2 separate regions of the Felis catus genome follow, and region 1 is linked to region 2. A link is a contact called in public Hi-C data. All regions are on one chromosome and are shown on one strand. The core of a region is the stretch at or near the end of the contact, and the rest is flanking DNA. Distances in the headings are between cores, read along the strand shown. Region 1 holds the start of MRTFA (myocardin-related transcription factor A). Region 2 overlaps MRTFA (myocardin-related transcription factor A).

The links. A called contact is a pair of places that touch in the nucleus more often than the background predicts.
Region 1: a contact with region 2 is called in a Hi-C map of skin fibroblasts, with 3 times the contacts expected there. The contact joins the promoter of MRTFA here to the enhancer-like site in region 2. A contact is called at or near these places in 2 of 3 Hi-C or Micro-C datasets (fibroblasts and skin fibroblasts).

What each region holds. Positions count from the first base shown.
Region 1 is chrB4:133,890,294-133,892,993 of F.catus_Fca126_mat1.0, forward strand. It overlaps MRTFA (myocardin-related transcription factor A), which reads right to left and starts at 1,300. Exons shown (of 15, transcript XM_045062419.1): 1 at 1,183-1,300. The coding sequence starts at 1,285.
Region 2 is chrB4:133,696,610-133,699,309 of F.catus_Fca126_mat1.0, forward strand. The region is part of intron 4 of MRTFA (myocardin-related transcription factor A); the gene reads right to left. The region is part of intron 2 of LOC109501809 (a long non-coding RNA gene); the gene reads left to right. Among named protein-coding and RNA genes, the nearest start is that of SGSM3, 72 kb to the left of the region's middle. Within about 2 kb of position 1,377, at least 6 of the 10 cell types and tissues checked have an H3K27ac peak or open chromatin away from gene starts, as enhancers often do.

The sequences.
Region 1 (2,700 bases), core at 50-2,549, 190 kb after region 2:
TGCGACAGAGGGTCCCTGCAGTCAAAACACACCCGGGGTGCAGCAGGTGCCGGACCCCCGGACCCCCGACCCGCGCTGCCCGGCCAGGCGGTTCACAGGTGCACGGCCCCGCCCCGCCCGCCTTGGCTAGACGACCCCGGCCCGGAGGGGAGAGGCGAGGGGACCAGCGGCGGGTTGGGGGCCGGGCTGCGAGGCCCGCCCAGGCCAACCCCGAGGACGCGCGGCGGGGTCGCCAGGAGAAAGGATGCTCGGGGCGGGGCTGGTGGGGGAGGGGTCCCCTGCCCGGACTCTCACTCACCGCCTCGCGCTCCTCCCAGCCCGGGCTCGGCGGCGGTCCCCCTCCGGCTCCCACCGCGCTCTTCCCCTCCCGAGGCTCAACGTCTAGCCAGGGCGCACGGAGCTGGGGAGAAGTCTGCGCGAGCGGAGGGCTGTGGCGAGCGGAGCCGAAGGGGTGAGGAGGATGGAACGGTCGCTCTCGCAGCCGCCTCGGACACCACAGACACGGCCGCCGCCGGCTCTTCTCAGCCACGGAAGCTGCGGGCCCTCCCACCACACCCGCCTCCCGCCTCCCACACTGCCTGCTGGAAAAGTGACAGCTGTGCTGGCCAATCAGAGGCCTTGTGGAGGCTGGGACCAGGGGACTAAAGGGAGGGCGGGAAGGGAGGGGTATGAAGGAGGTGAGGACGGCGGCGGGACTTCCTGTGACTGACGGCCAGACGTAGCCAATGGGAAACGAGAAGATGACCTCATCGCCAAGGGAAGTCTGGAACTGGCCGAGCTGCGGCGAGGAGGTGGGAGGAGGTCGGCGACGAGCCGGAGGCGGGGCGCTGGGGCCTTAAAGAGGCCGAAGCCCATTGGCCACTCTGTCAAGAGAAGGGCGGCGGATCGGCTGGACCTCGCCAAGTTGCCAAGGGGTCAATGCCGTGAGCTCTTAGCTGCATTAATCCTCCTGACCCGTCTCGATCCTTCTAGGGGGCTAAAGGGTCCGCCGGGGGCTCGTAAATCGATTACTTCACTTTCACGCTTCCCAAAAGGAGGCACAATAAATTCCACACTGGCCCGGAGCCCTGAATTCCCGTTACAGCCCCCGCGCCACCGAGGCCCGTCCCCTCGTTTCTCTGAGTCAGTTTCCCTTAGGGGAAAAGGGAGGCTACCGACATCTACCTACCCTTCCCTACGTACCTAGAATATTGAGATCATCAACAGCAGAAGTGCTTTGGGCCTCGAGAAGAAAAGGGGCTGAAGGAACCCAAAATCTTCGCTCAGGAGACTCCAGAAAGAGCATCTGTAGAAGGGAGGGTGATATTAGGTGACTCCCAAAGGCTCTTGCAATTGTAAAATTCTAAAATGCTGGTATCCTACTCTTTCTGGCATCCACTCATATAGCAAAGGGGTGTGTGTGTGTGTGTGTGTGTGTGTGTGTGTGTGTGTGTGTGTGTGTCTGCGCGGATCTCCTGCATTAGGCGCATTAGGCGCAGAGACCACACATGGACCTGGTCTATGACTTCCACAAGGAGAAAGAAGACTTAAAGGGGACAAAAGTAAAGCGAGGTCTGCTGTGGGAAGTACCTTGGTGCAGGCAGGCCATTTGCTCCCCCTCGCCCCGCAATGGGAGGGAGTCCAGAAAAGGAGAAGTAACTCCCATCTTGGCGGATGGAAAAGAGGGGGAAGTGCTTTCCCCCGAAAGCCTCCTGGGGATGGTGTGGCTCAGCAGGGCTGAAGAGAGAAGTAACAGTCGCCAGAGACAGAAAGGAGCTGGGACATTCTTCCAGCTTTGGGGAGGAGCAGTGCCAAGGCACAGAGACTGAGAGGGGACAACTCACTTTACATTCCAGAGTAAATTCTAACTATGATTCCCTGATCTCCCCCAGAGGTCTCCCATGACTGCCTATTGGTGTAACTGTCAGAGGAAGGGCAGAAGAGAATCCCCTCTCTTCTCTCCTCCAATAGCTGCAAAAGCCAAAGTGGCCCTGGGTATTCCCAATTACTCATCTATAAGTCAGCTTCAAGTTTAGTGCCATGTGCTGATCACAGAATCTTGAAGTTGAGCAGGATCCTTGTGGCCCCTTAGTCACACACCTTCCCCCAAGACAAGAAACCTTTCTGCAAAATTATTTTTTCAACAAATATTTCTCGAGTAAGACACTGATACTCACAGTAAGATTAATAATTACGGCCTGGGAGCACTTTCACCAAACTGGAGGGAGTTAAGTCATGTGATGAGGAGATTACAATGCCAGGCAGCATATCGCAGGTGTCATGATTAACAAGAGGACACAAAGGTGAACCTCAGAGGAAAAGTACTCTGGTTCGAAATTGTTGGGGTGCGGCAGATTTCCCTAAGACAAGGTGGGGGTGGGGCATTCCAGATAATGTCTATCTAGACACAGCCTTTATGAAAAAGCCTTTATGAAAAGGTGAGAAGGAAGCACAAGCGTATTTTATTAGTCATGGTAAGAGTGATATGCCTATTCCCAGCTGCCCAGGCATGGCAAGCTTACCACCTCTCAGATATGCCTGCTCTTTTTCTGGACAACTTAAATTGTAATTATTTTGTATCTGTGTGCATATAAAGTAACCAAATATATCTTATGGATAATTTACATCCCTCTAATCTCTGAGCCTGGGCTCTAATGTCATCTCCTAAAGCTTCACAGAACGTGCCTAATCCCTCTTCGTCATGACAACATTCCAAATATT
Region 2 (2,700 bases), core at 127-2,626:
ATAAAGTGCAAAAATGGAATATAGCTTAAAAAAGTAACCTGGAGGGGCGCCTGAGTGGCTCAGTTGGTTGAGCATTCGACTTAGGCTCAGGCCATGATCTCATGATTCATGGGTTCGGGCCCCAAGTCGGGCTCTGTGCTGACAGCTCACAGCCTGGAGTCTGCTTTGGATTCTGTGTCTCCCTCCTCTCTCTACCCCTCCCCTGCTTGTGCTCTGTCTCTCTCTCTCTCTCTCTCTCTCTCTCTCTCTCTCTCTCTCTCTCTCTCTCAAAAATAAATAAATAAATGTTAAAAAAAAAAAAAAAAGTATCCTGGACCTGTTACCAGACTGTTAGCTGCACAATCCTTATTGATCAGTCAATCTTCCAAGAATGCCTGCTGGGCCCCACCTCACTCTGGTAGGAGCACAGCTGCGTGTGGGGTCCACCTTACTCCTTCAACCTCATTAGGACTCACAAAGTGACCAAACTGAACAGGGCAGTTAAACCAGAAAGACCTAGGTCTCGTTGGGTGCCATTTCCTTTTTCACTTCAGCTAAAATGACCTTGAATTTCATCTCTAAGGACTAAAAGAATTTCACAGTGACTATCTGGTTGACCCTGGTGCACACAGCCAGCAGCTGACAAGAAGGGCTCACTACAGGCCCTGTCGAGGACTCAACTGTGGTCTGAATCTACCACCACACAGCCCACAGCTCTCGACTCAGCAAACAAGACCAAACCAAGACCAAATCTCCTCAAATGTGGCATCATGAAGACGGTTTTATGTCAAACACTTGGCTATAAAGACAAATGAGGAGTTGGGACAACCTGAGGGTAAGAGGATGAAAAGGCCTGACTCACTTCAAGTAGGGAACAATAGCAAGAGCAGAGAAATTTACAAGACCATGGTCAGTTTCACTTCTGCTGCCCTAGAATTTCAGAACAGCTGTGAAACTGTGTGTGGAGATAACTTTTGCTAGGCTGCTGGCTGTGGCAGGAGTGCAGGCATACAGAGAAGCTAAAAGTAGCAGGAGCACAGATATGACCCTATCCTGCCTGGGCCTTTGTGCTTCCTCCCCCCATCCTGCTCCTGGGGGCTGGGCCTCAGCAACAGCAGTCCCAGAAGAAAGATCTAAATGTCCCAGCAGTAGTTATTTAAAAAACAAAACTTTCTTAAATCTTAAGATAAAAAAGAATCATTAAAAAAAAAAAAAAAAAAAAAAAAATCAGTTAAGAGCCTACCCTGTTTTCTAACAGCAGGGGGAGCTATAGATTTAACAAATAATCTCTAAGAAAAAAACAGCACAGGCTCCTTCCCCAACCTACCAGAGCATTCCAAGGCACTATCCAGGCTATCCCAGCTCTGATCTGGGGTAGTCTTGAGCAATTTAGTGGGTAAGCAGACAGCTCCTGCACCTGCTTTCGTTGGGTAAAGCTGGTTCAACTTCAAAACCAGTCTCCAAAAGCCCTGACATGTAGAAATCTGGTACTGGGGTGTGATGGACCACTCTCAGAGGGCGTATTACAGGGATGAGACAATAAGTACAAAGAACCAAAGTGAAAACTCACAGTGTCTGCCCCATCCCACCCCCAGCTTCCTCTCTTATTTCTCTCCATAGCACTCATCACCGAGTGACATTCTTTACAGTAACAGCACACATCTTTCTAACTTGTTTATTGTCAGCCTCCCACCATTAGGACAAGTTCCATCAGGGCATGTCTATTTCCTTTGTTTCTGACAGTATCCCCAGTGTCTAGATTGCCTAGCATGTAATTGATTCGATAAGTTAATGAATATTCTTGTAAGAAACGGAAACAAAGCATACAGTAGTGACAGGAAAGCTAGACGGGTCTGTGGTGGAACTCTAAGCTTTCACTTGAACAGCCAGAATTTTGGTTCTCATCTGGGTTCAAAACATAGAAGTCCTGGATAGAAAATCAAGGCGTCTGTGGTCTTTTCCTGTTCTACCAATCACTACCGGTGTGACACAGGGGACTCCTTCCCAGTTTTCCTTTTCTTCTTCTGGAGAGTGAGAATCTGCCTACCTCTCGGAACCCTTGTAAGAATCAAATAAAAGTGGGTGCTCTGAAGCCAGTGGTGCACACACACATTAACGTGAGGTGCTGCTGTCACCAAACCCAGTGATGTAGCTGAATCATGGGTTCAATTCCTACACACACCTGCTAGTTTTGGTATCACAGCCACAGATGATCTACCTAGAACCCTGGCTAGCCTGCTGCCTCAACAACTTACACTGGCCATCCGAAAGGGTAAGGCACAAATCCAATTTCTGGAAAAGTAACTCACAAAAGCACAGAATTTCTAGATGGAAGGGGAGTGCATCAACGAATAGGGATAAGAAGCAGGAGAACTGGTTGTCATATACAGGACTTCCTGTTTGGTTAGGGAATCTTCACGTAATAGCAAAGGAGAGATGAATATTTATAGAGTGCCTACTTATGTGGCAGGCACTGTTCTAGATATTTTAAACATGTTATCTACTTTTATATTCCTAATGATTCATCCATGTGGTAGGTAACAATCCAATTTACAGATAAGGACAGGCTCCAGAGGGTAGGAAAGGCCAGCAAGTGACAAAGTGAGGTTATAGCTTCACTCTATCTCACCCTCAGGTCAGACTTCTTGCCATTCCTCTGGATAGATTTCTTAACTTCTTCAAAAAGTAGAGAAGGACGACCCTATTGGATGGGGAGGCAAG